Linked DNA regions of Sus scrofa: regions 2, 3 and 4 are each linked to region 1. Evidence: chromatin contacts called from public Hi-C and HiChIP or PLAC-seq data. All regions are on one chromosome and are shown on one strand. The core of a region is the stretch at or near the end of the contact, and the rest is flanking DNA. Distances in the headings are between cores, read along the strand shown. Region 1 holds the start of ZNF689 (zinc finger protein 689). Region 2 holds the start of PPP4C (serine/threonine-protein phosphatase 4 catalytic subunit). Region 3 holds the start of INO80E (INO80 complex subunit E). Region 4 holds the start of SETD1A (histone-lysine N-methyltransferase SETD1A).

Evidence for each region. A called contact is a pair of places that touch in the nucleus more often than the background predicts. HiChIP or PLAC-seq counts read pairs in DNA pulled down with a chosen protein or histone mark.
Region 2: a Hi-C map of embryonic fibroblasts shows a contact between it and region 1, with 2.2 times the contacts expected there. The contact joins the promoter of PPP4C here to the promoter of ZNF689 in region 1. A contact is called at or near these places in 1 of 5 promoter capture datasets (liver), 2 of 47 Hi-C or Micro-C datasets (embryonic fibroblasts and retroperitoneal adipose tissue) and 1 of 2 datasets of contacts at active chromatin or transcription factors (alveolar macrophages).
Region 3: a contact with region 1 is called in a Hi-C map of liver, with 5 times the contacts expected there. The contact joins the promoter of INO80E here to the promoter of ZNF689 in region 1. A contact is called at or near these places in 1 of 5 promoter capture datasets (liver) and 1 of 47 Hi-C or Micro-C datasets (liver).
Region 4: a contact with region 1 is called in an H3K27ac HiChIP or PLAC-seq map of alveolar macrophages. The contact joins the promoter of SETD1A here to the promoter of ZNF689 in region 1. A contact is called at or near these places in 1 of 5 promoter capture datasets (liver) and 1 of 2 datasets of contacts at active chromatin or transcription factors (alveolar macrophages).

What each region holds. Positions count from the first base shown.
Region 1 is chr3:17,764,052-17,770,127 of Sscrofa11.1, reverse strand. It overlaps ZNF689 (zinc finger protein 689), which reads right to left and starts at 3,388. Exons shown (of 3, transcript XM_021086420.1): 1 at 2,824-3,388; 2 at 2,496-2,609; 3 at 1-109. The coding sequence starts at 3,028. It overlaps LOC110259905 (a long non-coding RNA gene), which reads right to left. Exons shown (of 2, transcript XR_002342364.1): 2 at 3,773-4,019. It overlaps LOC110259906 (a long non-coding RNA gene), which reads left to right. Exons shown (of 4, transcript XR_002342366.1): 4 at 3,206-6,076.
Region 2 is chr3:18,260,485-18,266,560 of Sscrofa11.1, reverse strand. It overlaps PPP4C (serine/threonine-protein phosphatase 4 catalytic subunit), which reads right to left and starts at 3,744. Exons shown (of 9, transcript XM_021088021.1): 1 at 3,627-3,744; 2 at 3,237-3,400. The coding sequence starts at 3,334.
Region 3 is chr3:18,199,375-18,205,450 of Sscrofa11.1, reverse strand. INO80E (INO80 complex subunit E) reads right to left here and starts at 3,359. Exons shown (of 6, transcript XM_021088007.1): 1 at 3,144-3,359; 2 at 2,912-2,982; 3 at 2,663-2,715. The coding sequence starts at 3,224. It overlaps HIRIP3 (HIRA-interacting protein 3), which reads left to right and starts at 3,544. Exons shown (of 8, transcript XM_021087988.1): 1 at 3,544-4,039; 2 at 4,117-4,237; 3 at 4,360-4,474; 4 at 4,719-5,339; 5 at 5,342-5,724; 6 at 5,826-5,994; 7 at 6,073-6,076. The coding sequence starts at 3,975.
Region 4 is chr3:17,487,529-17,493,604 of Sscrofa11.1, reverse strand. It overlaps SETD1A (histone-lysine N-methyltransferase SETD1A), which reads left to right and starts at 3,208. Exons shown (of 21, transcript XM_021086406.1): 1 at 3,208-5,659. It overlaps ORAI3 (protein orai-3), which reads left to right. Exons shown (of 2, transcript XM_003481021.4): 2 at 1,357-3,081. The coding sequence ends at 2,025.

The DNA of each region.
Region 1 (6,076 bases), core at 2,139-4,638:
CTGGGGATCAGGCGGGGTTTGCTGGGCCGGCGCCCTCGCTTCCCCTTTCGGGGTGCCTCCCTAGGTGGGAAGACTTCCTTGTCTTCGTTCTTCTTTCTGGTTCTGGTTTCTACCGGGATGCAAAGCAGACATTAATCAATATCGGGCTCCTGCTCTTCCCTATCAGTGTTACAGGTTATAAGACAGATCGACTCAGCCCCATCCTCAAGGAGTGTTTGTGACACAGACAGTCAAATAGGAAAACAGGGTATTACAGGAGCCCCTAGCCTAGCTTGGAGAAACCAAGGAAGGTTTCTTGGAGATTGGAGTTCCCGTCGTGCCGCAGTGGTTAACGAATCTGACTAGAAACCACAAGGTTGCAGGTTCAATCCCTGGCCTTGCTCAGTGGGTTAAGGATCCGGCGTTGCCGTGAGCTGTGGTGTAGGTTGCACATGCGGCTCGGATCCTGTGTTGCTGTGGCTCTGGCGTAGGCCAGTGGCTACGGCTCCAATTAGAACCCTAGCCTGGGAATCTCCATAGGCTGCGTGAGCGGCCCCGGAAAAGGCAAAAAGACACACACACACACAAAATTAAAAAGTTTTTGGAGTTCCTGCCGTGGCTCAGCCGTTAATGAACCTGACTAGTGTCCATGAGGACGCAGGTTTGATCCCTGGCCTTACTCAGTGGGTTAAGGATCCAGCATTGCTGGTTGTAAATGTGTATCAGATCCAGCATTGCTGTGGCTGTGGTGTGAAAACAAATGCAAGAAGTGAAAACTAATGAGGTAGGAATTAGCAATAACTAGGTCATGAGGCCCCCTAAACCAATGCTTCTCAAATTTTATTGGGAACCAAATCGTTTGGAGGCTGTAATGAAACAGACTGCTGAGCTCCACTTCCAGCTTTGGATTCAGCCCGTCTAGGGTGTGCCCCAAGAATCTGCCTTTTCTAATATATTCCCAAATGCTGCTGTTGCTTCTGGTGTCTTAAGGCCACAGAGAACCAAACCAGAAACCTAAGGGTTCACTCAAATTAACTGAAGCGATTATTTAAAAACAAAAAACAAAAACGAAAACACACACCAAACTTCCCTGGTGTCCTAGCGTTGGCATTGTCACTCCTGTGGCTAAGGTTTGATCCCTGGCCTGGGAACTTCTGTAGGCCGTGGACACAGACAAAAGGAAAACGGATTAGTTCCCACTGTGGCATAATGGAATCAGAAGCATCTCGGGAGCACTGGAACACAGGTTTGATCCCCTGCTGGGCACAGCAGGTTAAGGATCGGGCACTGCCTCAGCTGGGGTTTAGGTCGCAGCTGAGGTTGGGACCTGATGCCTGGCCCAGGGAACTCCATATGCCTCAGGGTGGCCAAAAAAAAGTTCCCGTTGTGGCGCAGCGCTAATGAACCCAACTAGTATCCATGAGGACGTGGGTCCGATCCCTGGCCTCGCTCAGTGGGTTAAGGATCTGGCGTTTCTATGGCTGTGGTGTAGGCCAGCAGCTACAGCTCCGATTAGACCCCTAGCCTGGGAACCTCCATATGCCTCGGATGCAGCCGTAAAAAGACAAAAAAAAAAAAAAGTTCCCCAAGTGACCTAGTTATAACCGACAGCAATTTGACAACCTGACTTGGTGAAAACTTAAAAGTTTTTAAGCAAGGAAATACCATGTCAGATTTGAATCTTAGAAAGACAGCCCCGCTCTTAGACAATCTGGCACAGAAGCTCCGGACAGTTGCAGCTGCCCCTGTGGGTGGATGTGGGGCTCTTCTACCTGCACGGCCTTTATCAGGGCCTTGCCTGATCCTGAGGAGAGCTGCAGATTCCTGCACTCATCAGGGTCATCCTGCCAGAAGGGCAAAAACAGGCCCTGCACCCCAGACCCCGTGCTACATAAGATCCCTTCAACCCAACCCCAGAAAACTCAAGAGGTGTAGTATCTTAGTCACAGCCTAGTTCAAAGCAGGCAGAAGGCAGAGTCCTAAAAGTAGGCAGAAGGATAGTAGCTCTTTCTCTTTTTTTATGGCCACATCTGCAGCATAAGGAAGTCCCCAGGCTAGGGGTCCAATTGGAGCTGCAGGCCATGGCCACAGCCACACCGGATCCCAACTGTATCTGCCAGCTATACATCATGGCTTAGCAGCAACACCAGATCCTTAACCCCACTGAACAAGGCCAGGGATCGAACTGGAATCCTTGGGGGGTACTGGTTGGGTTCTTAACTTGCTGAGCCACAACAGAGAACTCCAGTAGCTCTTTTTTTAAAAAAAAAAAAAAAAAAAAAGCTCAGGGATCCACTCACACAACAGACAACCGCAGGTGGTTAGTTTACAAACTGACAAGTGTATCGTTGGTGGAGGGAGGGACTCACCATCAATGAGACAAGAACCCCTAAGCTGTGAAAATGAACACAGTCAGTGGAGCATTACAGCATAGGTCATCGGTACCCCTGGCCACCAAAACACTGGACCAAGTCATTAGAGGCTGCAAACCCTCCACAGAGGCATCTTTCACTCACTTCTCTGGACTGTTACCCCCCTTGGGCACTCCTGTGGATCCAGGGCAGCCGGTTCCCAATCATCGGTATTTCGTTCCAACCAGGAGATGAGGGATGGTTTGGGACCTGCGCACCCTGGGGAAGGAGAACCAGTCAGAGGCCCAGATCGTCCACAACGCTGGGTAGATACATCTACCCGGTGCATCTCCTGCCAAGCCCCCGTCCTCCTCCCTTCACACAACCTGGTCGCAGGCCAGGACCTCGGACACTCTGGTCTCCCTGCCCTTCCCCCGCCCCCCATCTCCTCCATCCCTTCGGCCCCGCGGAAGCGGACTGGGCCGGGCCTCACCGAGCGAGCCCAGGTGGCCGTAGGTCTCCCGCATCACGTCCCGGTACAGGGCCCTCTGCGCGGGCCGCAGACACCCCCACTCCTCCGGGGAGAAGTACACGGCCACGTCCGCGAACTTCACCGCCCTTGGCCTCCTTCCCCTTCTCCGGCCGGGTCCGGCCTCTCCCGCTCCCCGCGCGGGGAGCGGAGCGGAAGGCCGCGCCATTGGGCCCGAGAAGCCGGCGCCACGACCGTCCCCGTCCCGGCCTCGGCCCCTGGGAGCTGGCTGGCCCCGAGGTTTGGGAGCCCCCGCCGGACCCGGGCGGAGCGTGCCCAGGGAGGCCCGGAGGGAACCGGAATCGGCCGCCTGCGGGGCTAACGGAAACCTTTCGCTGTTATTCAGGAAACTCCTGCCCGAACTTGGGTGAAAGGCACCGGAAGATGCCTTCGGGGAAAATGGCGGCGCCGCTACTGCACCGCCTTTGCCTGAAACACAGGCAGCTTCCAGCTATCGATTTTATTGACCGGAGCGCCATGCCGGCTTCCTAACCTCTTTGCCCTCAAGTGTGATGGCGCTGCGATTGGGCTTCACGCCCTTTTTCCCCCATTCCACGAGCTCATTGGGCGGCGACCGAAGATCGAGCATTCTGATTGGGTGATGCCAAAAGCGGCCTGTTTAAATGAAGCCAACGGAAACGTAAGGGCAGGGAGTTGGACTCGGCGTTAGGCGACTGCCGTGAGTCTGGAGGCGCCAAGGGCGACCCCACTTGGGATCTGTAAAGATCCCCCGATAAGCCGAGGTAGGGAAGGATTTGTGCGACGGAGCCACTCTGGCCAACCCGGGTCTGAGATTTCCCTGGTTTGCCTTATAGTGGCTTTCTCAGAGAAGCCTTCGAGGCAGATAGCGTGTAACTACCTTGTGGCCTTTTAGGGAGGAGAATTGGGCTCAAGTACCACGCCCAGCACATCACACATTTCGTCTTATTTATTTTTTGTTACCATTGTGTGAAGGGATGATTATCAACCTAGTTCTACTAACTAAGAAAATCTCAGAGGGGTCCTGCTAGTAAGGAAAGCGAGCAAAGATTTTGTCCATTGAAAAAAAACGCAGGACCTAAAAATTGCACGTTGGGGACTTTGCTGAGCACTGCAACCTCCCAGATAGCTCCGAGGAACTGCTCCAGAGAGGCAGGAGCCAGGATATATAGCAGTTTTTCCTGAAAAAAATAGAAGTTTTATTCTTTATAAAACTTCACACACACACACACACACACAGCCACGCGACATTTAGCCATCGATTTTGTTGAGGCCTGGTTATACATTGGCTAATGCAAGAGGCATTAATCTTATAAAACACAATACACAAGATATAAGTAATATAGATAATAACATTAATATGTTCATAGGAGTTCCTGCTATGGCACAGTGGGTTAAGAATCTCACTGCAGGAGTTCCCATCATGGCTCAGTGGTTAACGAATCTGACTGGGAACCCTGAGGTTGTGAGTTCGATCCCTGGCCTTGCTCAGTGGGTTAGGGATCCGGCATTTCCATGAGCTGTGGTGTAGGTTGCAGACACGGCTCGGATCCCCGCGTTGCTGTTGCTGGATTGGACCCCTAGCCTGGAACCTCCATATGCCGCAGGAGCGGCCCAAGAAATGGGAAAAAAAAAGACCAAAAAAAAAAGAATCATCACACTGCAGCTGCTCAAGTTGCTGCCCAGGTATGGGTTCAATCCCCAGTCAGATGCAGTGAATCCTGTGTGCGGCATAGGTCTCAGATGCAGCTTGGATTCAACTGCCAACCTGGAAACTTCCATATAACGCAGTTTTGTCTGTTTAAAAAAAAAAAAAGAAGCGTTCTCGTGGCTCAGCAGTGATGAACCTGACTAGTATCCATGAGGACTTGGGTTCGATCCCTGGCCTTGGTCAGTGGCTTAAGGATCTGGCGTTGCCATGAGCTGCATTGTAGGTCACAGATGTACTCGATCCCATGTTACTGGGGCTGTGGTGTAGGCCTGCAGCTGTAGCTCCAATTCGACCCCTAGCCTGGGAATCTCCATATGCCGCACCTGCAGCTGTAAAAAGAAAAAAACAAAACCCAAAGCAACCTGCAGTAAGCCTTCATTGAGTTCTACTCTGTCCAAGGATGGTGACTGTTACCTGAACAAATTACTGGGGAAGCACGTGGAATTCCATGATTGTCCCCCAAAAGGCAGAGTCCCTCCTCCTAATAGCTTTCCAGATCGCTAACTCAGTGGGACCAATGACTTTGGTCTATGAACAGGTAGGATGTAAGGAGAGCAGTGCTGTTCGATATACATTTGTTGACTAAACACCTGAATTCCATGGCTGTGAAATCTCGGGCACAAGGCAGAACTTCAGGAAAGTTCTAATGTAGTACAGGATACACTTAGGGTAACACTGGAGGACTGGAAGGGGAGGTTGGTGCAGGGCTTCATCCTGTACATCGGGGAGCTCTAGATCAGTCTAGAGAAACAAATGACCTTTCATTGATGTTTTAGTAAGACTGCGCCGGGAGTCTGCAAGATGAACTGATAGCTTTGTGCCTACTCTCTCTGCACACACATACTTCTGCTTGGAGAAATAAGAATGTAAACTTAGGCTGCAAAAGGAATAAAAAGGCAAATGAATAGCAAAAATTTCTTTTTGTTTGTTTGGGGTTTTTTTGTTTGTTTTGTCTTATTGGGGTTTTTTTTGTTGTGCCCACAGCATATGGAAGTTCCTAGGCCAGGGATCGAACCTGTGCCACAGCAGCAACCCAAGCCACTGCAGTGACAACATTGGATCCTTAACTCACTGTACCACAAGGGAACTCCTGTGAATCCATTTCATTTTGAAGGAAGAAATGGACTAAATAGAGGAGGCTAGAAAGGACCTAATCTTCGTGGACATTTTGCCCAATTGGTAATGATGCGCTGCCAACTGAACACGGAGAAGATGCTAACGTGGAAAAGGAAAGGAGATGATTAAAGCCTGAGCCGAGGAGTTCCTGATGTGGCGTGGCAGAAACAAAGCCAACTAGGAATCATGAGGTTGCAGATTCGATTGCTTGGTCTCGCTCAGGGCGCTAGGCCCCCTTCCAACATCCAGGAAGTGGGAATGCAGGCTGGACAGAATACTAATTGGGTTTGTTGTTTTTTTTTTGTTTTTTGTTTTTTTTTTTTTTGGTCTTTTTAGGGCTGCACCAGCGGCATATGGAGGTTTCCAGTCTAGGGGCTGAATCAGATCTACAGCTGCTGGCCTCACCACAGC
Region 2 (6,076 bases), core at 2,495-4,994, 500 kb before region 1:
AGGAATCTGCTTGGGCCAGGGCACCAGGCCCTGGGCCTGCATATGCAGAAGCTCATCTGAGCTCTGTAAGGATTTCAAAGACTTGAAGAGGTACAGTGACCTGACTCAGGTCACACTGTTTATAGGTGACAACACAGGATTCCTACTGAAAAACACCTGATTCAAAACCCTCTGCTATGTGATGTGATTTCGTTTGATTTTGCTTTTTAGGGCTATGCCTGCGGCATACAGAAGTTCCCAGGCCAGGGGTCAAATCAGAGCTGCAGCTGCCAGCCTACACCACAGCCACAGCCACACAGGATCACAGCAACGTCTGTAACCTACACCACAGCTCATGGCAACGCCGGATCCTTAACCCACTGAGTGAGACCAGGGATCGAACCCGCATCCTCACGGATGCTAGTCGAGTTTGTGACCACTGAGCCATGACAGGAACTCTTGATGTGATGTTTTCAATAGGAGCAAGTTGAGCTCATGTGCTTTGGGCCTCTGTGATTCCAAGGACCTGAGTCTCCATGACGTCTGAGCAAGCTGAAGTGACTGACACTACCAGCCTCAGCCTGGCCCCTGGTGGGTCCCCAGGTGCTAGACCTACTGCCAGGTGCTAGAGTTGGTCCTCCTCCAGACTGGGCCTGGAACAGCAGTGGCCACCCCAGGCCTGAGGCTTGGACCTCCAAGCTCCACCTCGCTTTCATCTGGGCAGGACCCCACATCCCTCAGTAGCTCCCTGCTGCCTCTCACAGTCTAAATGTCTACCTGGCTGTCAGTGAGTGTGGAGTCCAGTCAAAGACCTGAATCCAAAACCAGCCTCCCCTCCAAGGAGCTGTAAGACCGGGGGCAAGACCTCTTCTCTGAGGCTCAGTTTCCTCTTCTGTGAAACACTCACCACTGCCTGCCTGTTCCACAGGCTGCAAAAAGCAATGGAGGCTGAACACCTAACTTCTGCTATTCTGAAAATTCCACTATGCTACCCAAGCATTAGCTGTCATCACCACCACACTGATCCAGGCCCTGTGGGAGGCAGAAGACTTTGAGGAAAAGAAGAGTGCCAGCCAGAAATGGGTTTAAGTTCCTAAAAATGCCAATCAAGACTGAGGGATGGGAGTTCCCATTGTGGCTCAGTGCCAACAAACCCAGCTAGTATCCATGATGATTCGGGTTCGATCCCTGGCCTCGCTCAGTGGGTTAAGGATCCGGTGTTGCCATGAACTGTGGTGTAGGTTGCAGATGCGGCTCGGATCCCCAGTTGCTGTGGCTGTGATGTAGGCCGGCAGCTGTAGCTCTGATTGGACCCCTAGCCTGGGAACCTCCATATGCCATGGGTACGGACCTAAAAAAACAACGACAAAAAAAACCCAAACAAACAAACAGAGAGAGATTGAGGGATGACTAAAAACATCTTGGGGCTGGTCTGGTCAAGGAAATATTTTTGAGCTGGCAAAACATGAAGAGCCACAGAACAGCGTTTAAAAGGGAGCCTTGCCTGTTCACCAAACCCATGCAGGCCCTGTGTGGCTGTGACAGGTCTGTGTGGGGCAAAGCCAAGCAAAGAGCCCAACGGCCAGCCAGCTCTGCCACCTTCTTGCGGGGAAGCCTTGGTCAAGTCCCCAGGCTTCAAGACGTCACAGCTTCCTGCTCTGTAAAATGGGGCAAATATTTCCAACCTCACAGCATTGCTGTGGGAAGGAAGTGGATATAAAGTTCTTTCAGGTGCTAACAGTGGCCTATTGGTCACAAATGTGGGGGTAATTCTGCTGGCTCTGTTTCTGCAATTCTCCAGCGTGGTGGAAACCACAAATAGTTCCTCAGGAGGCAGGTAATGGGTCTTGTCGTCTTGTCACCACTGCCCACACAACCCAGAGCTCCACTTTTTTTTTTTTTTTTTTTTTTGGCCATGCCTTTGGCAGGTAGAAGTTTCTGGGTCAGGGATTGAACCAGTGCCACAGCTGTAACCTGAGCTGCAGCAGTGACAATGCTGGATCCCGCTGAGCCCCCAGGGAACACCTTCCACTCCTATTCTCAGCCTGCTTGGAATGCCCTTCCTACTAGGCCTGCCCACTCAGCTGCCCAAATTATCCATCTTTCCAGGCCAACTTCTCTTTCAAGCCTTCACTAAGGACTTCAGTCCACATCAGCACTGCCCTCTTCCTACAAAGGAAGAACAGTAACACCCAACAAACATCGAGCACTTACAGTTTACCAAAGCCTATGCTAAGCGCATCCCTTACTCTTCACAGCCACCTCATTAAGTTCTAGAATCCCCACTTTAAATAGGAAGAACCCGAGTCTCACAGACCTCAAGATCACCAACACAGCTAGGAAGTGGCAGAGCTGATTCCAACCTAGAGCCACATTCCAAAGCCTGGCTCTTAACCACTACATCATCCTACTTCCCACAGAACTCTAAGCTAGGCTTCCCTTCAGATCTTGCTTAATTCTACTCTGGCTTATCTGCTTCTATTTCATAGGCTCCCACAAGGAGTATGAGTGTGATCCAACTCCACTTTCTTGCATGATGGCCTGAAAATGGACAGGACATGGAGAACTCGCTTCAGGCTTTACCCCTTACTCCTGAATGTAAGCATCCTCACCTGTGAGATGAAGACAATTCCACACACCTTTTTGGGTTGTTACTGGGATTAAAACAATACTGTAGGAGTTCCCGTTGTGGCACAGCGGAAACAAATTCGACTAGGAGCCAAGATGTTGTGGGTTTGATCCCTGGACTCACTCAGTGGGTTAAGGATCCCTCATTGCTATTGCTGTGGCTGGTGGCGTAGGCCAGCAGCTGAAGCTCTGATTCAGCCCCTAGCCTGGGAACCTCTAAGTGCCACAGGTGCGGCCCTAAAAAGCCAAAAAAAAAAAAAGAATACTGTAAACCAAATCTTCTTGCTGACATTCCCTTTTATCATCTTATTCTTCAAGGCCTAACCCAAAGTTCAGTTCCTCCAAGAAACGTTCTCTGTTCCCCCCCAGACAGACAAGGTTGTTTCCCTAAGCTTCCTAAGTACTTTCTGTAATTCCAACTCCACTGAAAACACATCATCTAATACTTCAGATATTTGAATCCAGGTCTGTCTTCCCCCAACAGGCCCGGCTGCTCCTCGAGGGAAGTGGCCCTATTCGCTCCTCTCTGGGAAAGCTTCCAGGATGAGCCAGGCCCAAAGTTCTCAGCTGGATTTGCCCCAAGCTTCCGGCCTCTGATCAGTGGCTGAAGCCTCTCTTCCCGGGCTCACCTGGCCTTTGCGCACAGGGCCTTGACTTCGCTCTCCTTGATGAGCTCGCAGCGCCGCAGCTGCTCGATCTGCCGGTCCAGATCGCTGATCTCCGCCATGGCCCACCCGCCCCGGAGCGGGTCAGAGCCGGGGCCGTAGCCCCCTCCGCACCGCACAGGGGTCTCCTGGGAAAGGCCAAGGAGAAGCCGCGGATCAGTGTCCTTAAGGGGCGCCGGGTCGGGGGGGGCAACTCGGTTCTGGAGCTGGCCCGGCCCCCCCAACTCCCGCCTCCCCTCACATAGGCCCCGGGGCCCCCAGCGTCCCACAGCCCGGGCCGCCCTCCGCTAACTCCCGTCGAACCCTGAGGTCCCGCGCCAGGGACGGTGGCCTAGAAGGGTCTCCGACTATTACCGACGCAGCGACTCCGGCTCCGGTTTTCGTGCTCCCTGTCTTCCTCTTTCCCTCCGCTTTGGGCCGCCGCCACCTCCGCTTCTACTTCCGGCCCCGCCGCGGAAGCAGAGGAACACCAGTTCCGCCGCGCGCCGGATGTGGCGTCATACACACGCCCCCCTCCCAAGCCGCGCCCTTACCCCACCCCCTCAAGCCTAGGAATGCAAATGAGCCGGAAGAACCGGATGTCTGCAATGTGCGAGCGGAAGTGATTGTGGGCTGAGCGGATTGGCGCTGTGAGGGCGGTGACGGACTCCACATCCGCTCCACATTACCGTGTCAGTGAAGGAAACTGGAACTGAGTCGGCGTTCCGCGTTGTAACTTCAGCGTACACGTTTCTGTTTACCTGTTTTAGTCGGCCTCCCCCATTACAGTCCCTGAGAGATGGAATTTTGTCCTGTTCACACTTGCAGCCCCAGTTCTCACTTAGAACATGGCCTGGCACAGTTGGCATACAGAACTCTTTGTTGGATGGGCGAAAGACTCCCAGTCCAAATCTCTTTCCAAGGCCCAAGAGACATCTCTCCGATGGAGGACCTCTGAAGTTAGAGTCAGAAAGGAGTCCACCTTCCCCACAACAAGCTTATACCTCAGTCAACCTGACTTCCCTGGTTCCAGAAAGGTCTCTTTGACACCCCTCACCCCTGCTCTTGTCTGCAGTTTTATTCCTTTAAAAAGAAGGAGGAAACTGGTGTTCCGGTTGTGGCTCAGGGGTACGGAACCCGACTAGTATGCATGAGGTGAAGGGTTCCATCCCTGGCCTCGCTCAGTGGGTTAAGGATCTCTCTTGCTGTGAGCTGTGATGCAGGTTGCTAGATTGCAGACGCAGCTCAGATCTTGTGTGGCTGTGGCTGTGGCAGGCAGATTCAGTCCCTAGCCTAGGAACTTCCATATGCTGTGGGTGCAGCCCTCAAAAAAACAACAACAAAAAAAGGAAACTGGCTAAAAGAGATTAACTTCCACAGTTACATAGCTAATAATTCTGGGCTTGGGTCAAGGTTGATGTTTTAACCTAGGAAAGCTGTGTCCTCAAGGTCTGGTCTCTTCTGTCACACTTTCTGATGCTCACTTTGTCATTATAAACTTTATAAAACACTCCAAACTGACATTTAAAGTCCTCTGCTTCTTTAGTCTCTTGCTGCAGGCAGAGGAAGCGATTTGTCTTGAAACAAACCTCTTGGTGTCAGAGCCCTTTTGGAATGTCTTTTATTGTCTTCTATGGGCCCTCTCTTTTTCTTTTCTTTTTTTTCCTAGTCTTTTTGCCTTTTTTAGGGCCGCTCCTGTGGCATATGGAGATTCCCAGGCTAGGCGTCTAACTGGAGCTGTAGCCACCGGCCACGCCAGAACCACAGCAATGCAGGATCGGAGCTGCGTCTGCGACCTACACCACAGCTCATGGCAACGCCGGATCCTCAACCCACTGAGCAAGGCCAGGGATGGAACCCACAACCCCATGGTTCCCAGTCGGATTCTTTAACCACTGTGCCATAATGGAACTCCTAGAGCCTCTATTTCTGTTTGCTTCAGACTTTGTTTCACGGAATTGAGTGAGGCTAGGTGCAGAAGTGAGACCATAGTTTGGAGAGGCACTAGGTAAAAATTTGGTTCTGGATGTAGGCAACAAATGGGAATGTACAGAGAGAAGGAAAAACCAAGTTCTTAAACTCCTAGAAGTTTCCAGGTTTCTATGCAGATGACTATAGGGATTCAGTAGGTACAGAAATCATGTTGTTTTTCCTCTCTCTCCAGCGGATCTCAGCAGGAAAGGGTCCATTTTAGGAGATTTGGGAGGTGGCAGGACTAGGTAGGCCCCTGGTTATGACAAGGATCTTTAATATTCCCCCAGCCTGGGGAAATGGGAAGGGTTCAACTCATGGCACAGGGCCCTCATTCTGACTTCATGGAATGCAGGAGCCACAGAGGTTCAGTTCTCAACTGGGAATCAGCTCGAGTGTGGATGTGCATTGTTGAGGAGGGTGTGTGGAAAGATTCCAGGGTTTTGTTTTTTTGGTTTTTGGCCTCATCTGTGGCAGGCGGAACCTCCCAGCCAGGGACTGAACCCACACCACAGCAGTGACAACGCTGGGTCCTTAATCCGCTGAGCCACCGGGAGACTCCCAATTCCAGATTCTTCAAGGGATTCCACAGCCCAGAGTCTAAGAAGCCAGTTCTAATCCCATCTCCTATTAAGATGGGAAGACTCACAGGTCAGCAGTGAGGTAGATTAAGGAGAAATGCATTCATAACCTCGTTTTCACCAAGAGACAGTTAGGATCTCTGGCGCGATCACCTTAAGGACGAATTGGGAGTGACAGCACCTACTCCTATTGGATGCTTATGTTAAGCCTGCCTTGCAGATTCAGGAAATCTTAGTTTTTGTCAGTGGCTGTTTTTTTGGTCACAGGGCCCC
Region 3 (6,076 bases), core at 2,110-4,609, 440 kb before region 1:
AGCCTGGAAACCTCCATATGTCGTGGGAGTGGCCCTAGAAAAGGCAAAAAGGCAAAAAGCAAAAAAAAAAAAAAAAAAAAAAAAAGGAATAGGTAGAATAGGGAGTTTCCTGGTGGTCTAGCGGTTAGGATTCAGTGTTCTCACTGTTGTAGCTTAGGTTCAATCCCTGGTCTGGGAACTGAGATCCCACATCAAGCTATTGCATGCCACAGCTCCCCCCTGAAAGCAGATCAAATGCCACCTTTCTGAGAAGTCTCCTAGATTCCCTCAGACCCAGCTGATGGCCAGCTCTCCCGGAACTCTCTACTCTCACTTGTCACGGCTCTCCTCATGGTGCTAGGACGTGGTATGTGTGGGTGTCTCCCTGACTATACTACGGGCTTCTCAGGGATCTAAGTGGCGGCTTATGTCTCCGGGCTCTTGCTTCTCAGGTTTATCCCACTCTGACCATAGACACGCTGGGTTCTCTCATGCCTCCTATACTGACGTCCCCCTCAGACAGGAAATTAACTGAAAAGAATTACTACTTTTTTTTTTTTTTGCTTTTTAGGGCTGCACCCACAGCATATGGAGGTTCCCAGGCTAGGGGTTGAATTGGAGCTGCAGCTGCCAGCCTACACACACCACAGCTCACGACAACGCCAGACACTTAACCCACTGAGTGAGGCCAGGGATTGAACCCACATTCTCATGCCACAACGGGAACTCCCAAAAGAATGATTTATATAGTCATACAAGCCAGGCGTTCTGCCATGACCCACATGAGCTGGGTCCTACTTGCTTTCTGACCTTGTTTGCTGGTCTCTTACGGTATGTAAATAACTGGGTGTTGTGTGTTCTGATGAAACATTATTTACAGAGACAAGCAGCCTGGCTGGCTGCCATTTGCTGACCCCCAATCTACATCCGTATTTAAAGGAACCATGGAAAGAAGTAATTGCATGGCACGTACTCATGAGAAGAACAGGGCCACAAAGGTCCACCATAAGGCTTTTTCAAACTGGGGGTATCAACCCGTAAGTGAGTCACAAAGTCAACTAATTGGTTTTCAACCAGCATTAAATGGGGGAAAAACAAACAAACAAACAAAACAAACAAAAACGGTCTAAAAAGTATCAGAATACTGCTGTATATATAGCACAGGGAACTATAGCCCATCACTTGCAAAGGAGCAGGATGGAGGATCATGAAAGAAAAATAATGTATATATACAGACAACTGAGTCGCTCTGCTGTACAGCAGAAACTGACAGAACACTGTGAAATCGACTATAATTTTAAAATGAAAAATAATAAAAAAATAAAAACTATCAGAGCACATGTCATAATCTTCACATTGTTTCATTAAATTCTGCTTTAAAAGTACCTAAGTATGTGGGGCTGGTCAGGATGTAAAATCTATTACTGACTGTAAACAAGGAGAACACAGCTTTATGTGCTTCAGCCCTTCCACTTTCAAACCACCTGCTACCTTCTTACCTCAGGGAATCTGCACTTGTGATTCCCTCCCCTGGAAAACCTCTCACTCGTCCCTGCACAAGACAGGTCTCTTCTTCTCACCTAGGTCCCAGGTCAAACAATCCTCGCTAAAAAGAGTCTTTCTTAAACCCTTTATTGATTTGCAGCCTGCCATGTGCTTGTGCGTGGTATGTATGCTAAGAATGGCTTTTCAGTTTTTCAAATGGTTGAGGAAAAAAAATCCAAGGAAAAATATTTCATGATGTGTGTGAACGTTATGAAATTCAAAGTTCAGTATTCATAAATAATGCTGTTTTGTCTTTTTAAGGCTGAACCTGCAGCATATGGAGGTTCCCTGGCTAGGGGTCGAATTGGAGCTGCAGCTGCCAGCCTACACCAGAGTCACAGCCACAGCCACGGAGGACCTGAGAGGAACTCCCATAAATAATGTTCTTAAAACAAAACCAGGAGTTCCATTGTGGCTCAGTGGAAATGAACCTGATTAGCATCCATGAGGACACAGGTTCCATCCCTGGCCTCACTCAGTGGGTTAAGTATCTGGCGTTGCCGTGAGCTGTGGTGTAGGCCGGCAACTGCAGCTTTTATTCAGCTGAGACGCTGAAACAAAAGGTATATGTTCTGCAAAGTCTACTTGGCTCTTTTCCCGCTCTCTTTCCCCTTTTTCGCCGCACCTGAAGCATATGGAGGCCACACCTGAGGATCTCAGGCCAGGGATCAAATCCAAGCTGCACCTTCGACCTACACCACTGCTTTAACTGCTGCAGTGACGCGGCCGGATCTTTAACCCACTGTGCCACAGCAGGAATGCCTACTTAGCTCTTTACAGAGAACGTTTATCAACCCCTGCTTTATTCCAATCACTACCATATCACCCTGATTTTATGCCTTTCGAATCTAAAACTCTAGTTTATTTCTTTGCTCTCTTATTACACCTAATTACAATACAAATTCCCAGAAGCTTTGTGCATCTCAGTCACCACTGCATTCCCTGTGCAGAGCACAGTGCCTGAAACGAAGTAGATATCCAGTAATACTTGAGTTAACAAACAGGGGAGGTGGAGGGCAAGCAACCAGGCTTAGGAACCACCAGAGGTGTACTGGCCTCCAGTCTAAAAGGAGGGCCCAGTGAGCTGGCTGGAGCGCCAGGAGCATGTCCTCCACCAATTTTCCATGACCCTGCTCACCAGAAGAGTCTTCATCCACGTTCTCGTACTGCAGAAGTCGGTCTAGGAGGAAACTGAGGAAAGAGGCGGGGGGAACAATGAGTGTTTATTCCCATCTCTGCAACGTTCTCTTGAGCCCCCGTCCCTTCGAACTGGCCCCGTCCTCACAACAGTCCCCAGGCAGGCATCATGCATTTGTGGCCCATTCCAGGGTGGGGGCCGAATGTAGATCTACTCTGGTCTCCCTCCTCCCCTCGGAGCCTGTCTCACCTCTTGTCCCGGGACACCTTCAACAATTTTCTCTGTGCCTTCCTCAGTTCCTCCTGGAAGCACTCGTGTTCCTGTATCAAGGGCAAGGTGGATGCTGAGCCACCTGCCATCCGTAAATGGGGCTCGGAAGCCGGCCACAGAGTACCCTGCTCCCTTTACACAGAACTAAACGGACGTCCTACCAGCGCCAGGCCTCACCCCCCTCCACCTTCCCACTCCACCCAGCACTCACGTAGATGAGGAATTTGAGCTTCCGCTTCAGGTTCCGGTATTTCTTCTTGTAGTCCACTTCGCCATCCGCCGGCCCGTTCATGACTGGGTCCGGGAGTGGCGCCCCAAACCTAGTCCGGGGTCCCGCTACCCGAAAGCCGCCTCGGCCCGGCCTCTTCCGCTTCCACTTCCGGAGACTCGGCTAGGCTGTGTTCGCTGGGACTACAACTCCCAGAGTCCACCGCGCCCAGAGATCTTGACCACAGGGGGTGGCTCCGAGGGACCACCGTGAAAGGAGCGTTGTTTCCAGGGGATACGCGGAAGATGGCGCCGCCGCGACGTGAAGACGTCACAGAGATGTCGGCTGCCGAAGGGCTTCCTTACTGACTTGGAATGTGCTTAGCGATTTGAAGCCACAAGACGAATTTCTCCCTGGAATTCCTAGTCTCTAGGTGGGGACGCCCTTTTCTTTCTGTCTTTCGAAAATCACAGAGGCCTAACTGCTGCCCGTGATCACGAACGGAGGCAGCGTCGCAGGTTGATTGCGTTACCCAAAGGTTGCGGGCTGCGAATCGGTTTCTAAGGAAAACTTTCGAAGCGCTTCGTTCTTAAAAAAAAAAAAAAAAAAAAGAGGAAGGAGCTGCGAGACACCCCCCCCCCAAACACACACACTGCCCGGGGAGAGCAAGTTTTGTCTGGTAAAGTTCTCGGTCTAAGCGGCCCGCAACGGACCTTCAACGGTCGCTAGCCTCACGGCTCTACGACTCTGCGCGTGCGCAAGCTCCTGTCAAACGCGTGGACGGAGGCCGGGAAGAAAAAAGGCGGGAGCCACCAGTATTCTGGGTGGAGCAAAATGGCGCGGGAGAATGAGATGCAGGAGTTCACCCGTAGCTTCTTCCGAGGCCGCCCGGACCTCAGGTGCACCGGAGGTTGGCGTTGGGGTTGGAAAGGGCAGGGGCGGGACGGGGACTCTGTCCTGACACGTGTTTCTGCAGCACGCTTACGCACTCCATCGTGCGGCAGAGGTTCTTGGCTCACGCCGGCCGCGACCACCTGGAACCTGAGGAGAAGCAGGCGCTGAAGAGGCTAGTGGAGGAGGAGCTGCTGAAGATGCAGGTGAGGGCGCCAGCCGGGGTCACCAGAGGCGGGGGTTGTGGAGGCGGCGGCGGAGGAGCCTGAGGGGGGCGGGGCCGAAAACAACCTTGGTTCATGTTTTGCCCTCTTGATGCTCCACACAGGTGGATGAAACGGGTGCCAAGGAAGAGAGGCTCGACCTTGCCAAGAAGGCGAAGAGGTCTCCCACCCTCTGCCATGACCGAGAGAGGAAAAGGTTCCGTTTCAATTCAGAGTCAGGTTAGTGCTTTCTACATAGGTGGTCCATTCAAAACGTATTTACTTGTTGCGCGTGAGCTATGCCCCAAGGCCTTAGATGAGGGCGCTGGATGGGTGCGTCAGGCACTAGGAAAAGGGTAGACTGAGCGCTGTCTCCTACTGCCCTTCCGTCTGTCAGAGCAGGATTAGAGGCAGTTTATCCCAAGTGGAGGAAGAAAGTGACAGGAGAAACCTCTCCCAACCTTCTCTTCTCTCCACATTCCAGAGCCCAGCTCTGCAGCCTCCAGCCCAGACTGCTTCAGCCCCCCAGCAAAGAATGAGACGGCAGAAGTCAGTCCCGCTGAGGATGAAAGGCCAAAGCGTGCCTCGAAGAATGCAGTTGAGGAGAGCAGTGATGAGGAAGAACAGCAGAGAGACCTGACTGCAACGATCAGATTAGCAAACGAGGTGGTGAAGGAGAGCAGTGAGGAGGAGGAAGAGGGCTCTGCCAGGAGGAGGAAGATCTGGAAAGGAGAGAGCAGTGAGGGAGAGGAGGAGGGAAAGGAAGAGAAAGAGAACAAAGATGAGGAAGACGAAAAGGCACCCAAGGGCAGGACTAGGAAGAAGCCCGGGGCAAAGAACAAGCAGGCCTCAGGCAGGGCCTCAGCCAGCCGGAAGCTGGCCAGGGAGGCGAGTGAGGACAGTGAGGATGAACCTGCCGAGAGGATAGGAAAGAAGGTGGGAGGAAAGGAAGGAGCTAGAAGCCACCAGGAAAGTGAAAAGCAGAGTGAGGAGGAGACCCTAGCCAAGCAGAAAGAGAACAGAGAGGAGTGGAAACTCAGAGCCCAGAGCAACGGAGGGAAAAGGTCAGCTCGGGAGGAGCAAAGCTGTAAGCAGAAAAGCAGGGCAGAAGACTGCTGGGAGACCAGGAACAGAAGGAAAAAGCAGCCACAGGCAGTGGGGATACCAGTGATGAAGATGAAAAGCCCCTAGCGCAGAGCAGGGACAGGACCGAGCAGAAGGGTGGGGAAAGGCAGAGTGGCAGCAGTGAGGCGGAGGAGGAGGACGACAGCTGGAGAAAGGTGACACCAACTACTGGTAAGACAGCCACGGTGGGCAGTATCAATGGTGAGGCAAGTGACTCAGAGAAGGAGGTGAGTGACATCGAGGCAGAGGGGAGCCCCAAGAGGGAGAGGAAGAACCGCTCTTCCAAGAAGAGCTCCAAGAAAGGCAGGACACGCAGCTCCTCTTCCTCTTCCACCGACGGCAGTCCGGAACCCAAAGGCGGGAAGGTGAGGGTTGAAGGTGGGGTGGGAGGCTGCCATTAGGGATGAGGGAGCTCTTGACGCAAGCCCAGAAGGCGTGGCCTTCAGCTGCTGTCTTTCCTGGCCAGGCTGGCTCAGGTCGTCCTGGTGAGGACCACCCAGCTGTGATGAGGCTAAAGCGCTACATCCGGGCCTGCGGTGCCCATCGAAACTACAAGAAGCTGCTGGGTTCCTGCCGCTCCCACAAGGAACGCCTGAGTGTTCTCCGGGCAGAGCTGGAAGCCCTAGGCATGAAGGGTGAGGCTGGGCGCACCCCGGGGGCTGCAGGAGGACCTTGACTGCCAAGGAGAGACTCACAAGCTTCTTCCGCCCCAGGTAA
Region 4 (6,076 bases), core at 1,959-4,458, 280 kb after region 1:
AAGAGGATCTAGAAATAGGGATGTTTACATGAAATCTCTTGAGTTTTAGAAGTTGGCAACCTACTTAAAAAAGACGCACTGAGCCAAGCAAAACATGTTTACAAAACTGGCTTGGGTTTGTGATGTGCCAATTTCCAGATTCTGGCCTTGGACTTTAGCATTAACTCTAATAATAACAGCAAGTATTTACCTGAGCAAACTATGTACTTGACACAGTTTTTAACACTTGATGTATATTATCTCATTAAATTTTCACAACAATACTATAAGACAGGTATGTGTGGGAGTTCTCTGGTGGTGCAGTAGATTCAGGATCCACTGTTGTCACAGCTGTGGTTCAGGTCATTGCTGTGACATGGGTTTGATTCCTGGCCCAGGAACTTCTGCATGCTGTGTGCGTGGCCAAAAAAAAGAGAGAGAGAGACAGGTGCTATTATCATTCTCTCCTCCAGATGAGGACATTGAGGCACAGAGAGAACTAAACTACTTGCTCAAGATTACACGGATTGGGAATTTCCGTTGCAGCTTGGCAGGTTAAGAACCTGACGTCTCTGTGAGGATGTGGGTTCAATCCCTGGCCTCGCTCATTGGGTTAAGGATACAGCATTGCTGTGAGCTATGGTATAGGTTGTAAATGCGGCTCAGATCTGGAGTTGTCGTGGCTGTGGTGTAGGCTGGCAGGTGCAGCTCCAATTCGACCCCAGCCCAGGAACTTCCATATGCCGCAGGTGCAGACCGAAAAAAAAAAATAGAAAGAAAGAGAGATTGAGATTACACAGTTTGTGGTGCTGAAAACGAACTCAGGCAGCCCCACTCCAGAATCTGTGCTTTTTTTTTTTTTTTTTTTTTTTTGTCTTTGCCAGGGCCACATCCGCGGCATATGAAGGTTCCCAGGCTAGGAGTCAAATAAGAGCTGTAGCCACCAGCCTATACCACAGCCACAGCAACTCGGGATCCGAGCTGCGTCTGCTACCTACACCATAGCTCAGGGCAACGCCAGATCCTTAACCCACTGAGCAAGGCCAGGGTTGAACCTGCGTCCTCATGGGTCCTCAGTGGTTCGTTAACCACTGAGCCACGACGAGAACTCGTGCTTTTTAACTCCCATGTTATAACAAGATTTGTCAGGAACATGGCATCCAGCCCTCCTGATAGCCGAGTGGGGAAACCGAGGTCTGGAATAGGACAGAGTCTTGCCAAGGCTGCCCATTCATTCCCTCAACAGACTGCATGCCTTCTTTCTGCCAAGCACTGTTCCAGGTCTTAGGGATGCGTCAGTGATGAATGACAACAGGCAAAAAACCCCTCTACTGTTGAGGTTATGAGCACTCAACCCATCCCCTCTTGTCCCCACAGGTGGCCATGGTAGAGGTACAGCTGGAGAGCAAATACGAATACCCGCCGGGCCTGCTGGTGGCCTTTAGTGCCTGCACCACGGTGCTGGTGGCTGTGCACCTCTTTGCACTCATGGTCTCCACGTGTCTGCTGCCTCATATTGAAGCCGTTAGCAACATCCACAACCTCAACTCTGTCCACCAGTCTCCACACCAGCGACTCCACCGCTATGTGGAGCTGGCCTGGGGCTTCTCCACTGCCTTGGGCACCTTCCTCTTCCTTGCTGAAGTTGTCCTGGTTGGCTGGGTCAAGTTTGTGCCCATCGGGGCCCCCTCGGGCACATCAGCCCCCATGGTACCTGCCTCCCAGGTGCCTGGGACTCTGCCACCAGTGGCCACCGCCCTTAGTCCAGCTTCCAAGCCATCCTCTGCATCTGTAGCCCCGTCACAGGCTGAGCCACCTGAGGCCTGCCCACCTCGGCAAGTGTGTGGCGGTGGTGGTGGTGGGGGGGGCCATGGACCAGGCTGGCAAGCAGCCATGGCCTCCACGGCAATCATGGTACCTGTAGGGCTTGTATTTGTGGTCTTTGCCCTGCATTTCTACCGCTCCTTGGTGGCACACAAGACAGACCGCCACAAGCAAGAGCTAGAGGAGCTGAGTCGCCTGCAGGGGGAGCTGCAGGCTGTGTAAGGCTGGTGTTAGCCACACTGCAAGCACTGCCTCCTTCAGGGGTCTGACTGAGGCCTCAGGTCTACAGACCCCATTCCCTGCCCCTGCCTGGAGCTACTTCCTGTGGCCACTCAGGTAGAGAACAGATTTCTGCCCTCAGGGCCCTTTGGGCTGGGCCTTGGGGTGGCTCCCACATTCCCAGGGATTCTCCCTGTCACTCTGTCCCATGGGTTTTGTAAGCTCTACTGTGCACTTGGGCTGGGAGGAGCAAAGGAAGAGGAAGGTCCTCAGTCCAAGGCTGATGCTGTAGGTAGAGGGGAAGCAGGGAGATCCTGGTCAGACCTTTGGTGCCGACCCTTAGCCACTTGCCTCTACACAGAATGTGGAGGTCGGTTGGAGGGTTACACGCCCACCTAGCTGCCCCAGAAGGCAGCCAATCCTTGCTTCGCTTCTGTAGAATTTGTTTTATGGCTGGCATCTGGGGGGTTGCAGGGTAGAAGAGGTTTTCCCCATCCTCAGATTTTTTTTCCCTTAATTTTTTTTCCTTTTTGGTCGCCCCAGGACATAGGGAGTTCCCAGACGAGGGATCAGATCCAAGCCTTAGCCGATACCTAAGCTGCAGCTGCACCAATGCCAAATCCTTAACTCACTGTGTGGGGCCGGGATTTGAACCTACATCCCAGGGCTCCCAAGATGCCACTGATCTCGTTGCACCAGAGCAGGAACTCCCCATCCTTAGATTTTGATGGGTTGCCCACTCTCACTTTGGTTGCTTCAGAGAGGGATTTGAATGTTTCTACCCCAGGCATAGGTCCAGCCTTTCCAAGGGGGAGCCTCCCTATTTGGAGGAGGTTCAAGTGCCCGCTCCACTGCTCTAGACCCACACTTATGCTTTTATATCTGGTTCTCACTCTCCTGGCCCAGGGATGGGTGTTGGTGTGCCCAGCCTGACTCCCTAGCAAGGGTTGGGTTGGCATGTAAAGGAGACGGTCCATTCCAGCCCTTGGAATACAGAACTATTCTGACACTGAATTTTTGATGCACCTGATTTTGTATAATAAATTGTTTCACACATGACCTTCTGGCTGTGAATGGGGGGAAGGGGAGGCCTCCTTGGGAACTGGTGACTTGTTCTTAAGAGTCAAGAGGCAAGTGTCACTGAGGGCAGAGCAGGGTGGGAGTAGAGGGGAGTGGGTTCTAGGTATGACCCCTTTCTGGTGCTGACAGGGGCCAGTGACTTCTGAATGTGGAGACTGAGTTATTCCTTTTTTTTTTTTTTTTTTTTTTTTTTTTTTTTTTTTTTTTTTTGCTTTTTTAGGGCCACACCTTCAGTACATGGAGGTTCCCAGGCTAGGTGACGAATCGGAGCCACAGCTCCTGGCCTATACCACAGCCACAGCAACATGGGATCCAAGCCGCGTCTGTGACCTACACCACAGAGCACGCCAACGCCAGATCCTTAACCCACTGCGTGAGGCCAGGGATCAAACTGGAAACCCCATGGTTCCTAGTCAGATTCATTTCTGCTGCACCACAAGGGGGGACTCCTGAGACCGAGTTATTCTAAAGCTAAAGGCTTTTGCACTGTGGTTCCTGAGCCCAGGGTCTCCAACTCTTCCACTGAGGATTTAATATGTTCCTTGTAGTGTTAAATTACTTTTCTTGAGTGACTACTACATACTAGGGGCTTCTCCTAGGTAATGTTTTTCCTTTTCTTTTTCTTTCTTTCTTTCAAGGTAATCTTATTTAATCCGTTTATTTACAATCACCTCAAGAGAAAGGTCTTTGTCATTACCATTTCAGAGATAAATTAGCTAGGAACTCCTTTAAGAAGACTGAGGCTCTTGCCCTAAGCCACTTAGTCATTATAAACTAGGACTACCTTTATCACCATGCAGGGAATCTTTTGTTTGAGAAAAGGAACCAATATCTTTCAACTGGGACAGAAAGGAACCTGATCTCATAGCCTACCCTCTACTGTAAATTAATTTTTTCAACTTTTCAAAATTGTGAAGGATCCTAATCCTTTCTTAGGATTCTTTTGGTGTGAGACCTCGGACCTATTACTCTATTGCTATTACTTAAATTTGTAAATTTGGGAGCTCCCCAATGGCCTAGAGGTAAAAAAAAATCCCACCTTGTCACTGCTCTGCCAAAGTTTGATCCCTGGCCAGAGGAAAAAAAAATTGTGAATTTGTATGAACCAGGCCTCGAGGGCCCCTCCTGCAGTTTTAACACCTACAGTCGTCTTGCATGACAGTAATCAACATCCATTTTCAGAGAAAGAATCTGAAGCCTTAAGAGGTCAGTGACTTGGCCAAGGTCATACATCGAGGGACTCATACACACATATCCGGAACCTAGGGGATCCTTGGCTCAAGTACAAGGGCTACCTGCGAGTGCCATTACCACCCAGAGACCAGGATGCCAGCGTCCTAGCCTGAGAAAAAGCATCAGGGCGACCTCAGTCGGAGGGTCCCAGGTTTAAGCCTGGACTAGTGCTGCCCTCGAGCGGCGGTACTGCGTAACCCAGGGAGGGCCGAGGATTGCGCAGCTGAAAACGGCAGGCGCTGGGACCATGAAGCCTGGGGAATCAACCAGCCCATCCTAGCTCAAGTACGACCTAGTTTATCATTTTTTACAGGACTGGCTCAAGGTCCTTCAGGACCTACCAGGGTTATCACATAACTTTGAGACAGGCTAAGATTTAAGCACTAACGGTGGGCCACTGTGGGCAAAACGCAGCACCCTCTGCAGGCCTCAGTGTCCCCATCTGTCAAATGGGTAGCTTAAACAGGCAGAGGCCCAGAAAAGATAACGGGAGGAATCTGCTCTCTGCATTATGCGCGGCGCCAAACAGTCTGAGTCACTGTAGTTGGTAGTATTTTTCCACCTCCGGGGTGCCCCTCCCAACCCGCCCCGGTTTCGGAGGGTCCTACAGGAAGCGCCCCCGCGACGCCGGGCTCCGCACGCTCTAACCACGCCCTCTGCGCGCAGCGCCCTGGCCCCGCCCACGAAAGAATTCGCAGATTCGCTAGGCCAGCTCCTCCTCAGAATTACTCCTCTATATTCGGCCGAAAATTCTCCTCGGACTCCGTAGCCATTACCCCCGGTCGGAAGTGAGCAGTCCTCTGAGTTGTGCTAGTAAGAAAGGTCCACGGAAAGTGGCCGACTCTGCCAACAGGGCTTGGCTATCGAGGCATTATTTTCTTGGCTCCATCAAGGCGGTGAAGGGAGGCAACAGCTGAGGCCAGGACCTGTGGCGAATCTGCAGCCTCTTAGACCTTCGGCCGCGTGAGGAAGGGGCAGGAAAGAGGAGCAAAAGGAGCGCGCATCCCGTCTACCGATTCGCCCCGCCCGCCTGACGAATCTGCGCTTGTTCAACGCGCCACTCAAATCTCCCCAGCTCTGGCTGGCCGCCTCCCCTCCGCCCCGCCCCCTTTTCCTCAGGGATTAGTCGCTGCTTTCGTCGCCGCCGATTCGTCAAGGACCCGAAGCCAGAGCAGCTGGATAGTTGTGGTGAAGCCCACTCTCCGGGGGATGCGGCCACTTTCCACGCTCCCTGGGCCACAACTCTCGAGCCTCACAGGGCGCCGGCCGAGGCGAAGCCGCTATCCTCGGCCCCTTGGGTCTCCCGGCAGCGCCCGTGGCGAAAGTGCGAATGTAGACGCTGTGCCCGCTGGGCCTCGCGCAGGTGGCGGTGGTGTTTGGTGCGCGCGCCGGGGAGGTGGTGGTGGGGGGGCGCCGCCGCCGCCACCGCTGCGGGGCCGGGTCTCGCGCTGTCGCCGCCGCCGCCGCCGCCGCCTCGCGCCGCTGAGGTGCCGCGCGGGGTGGGGGAGGGGGAGCCGCTCGCCGCGAGCGGGTGAGTGGGGCCGCGCCGCGCGTGCGCGGAGATGGGGGGGGCAGAACGCGCCGGGGCGGGAGGAGAGGGCAGCGGCGCGCGTTCCCCCCACCCCCCCGCCGGGATTCGGGGCCGAAGCCGGGTCTCGGGCTCGGTCTCGCGGTGTTTCCAACGCCCCGAAGAGGTGCCACCTCTTGGCCAGAGGATTGGGGCGCGGGGACGGGAGCGGGT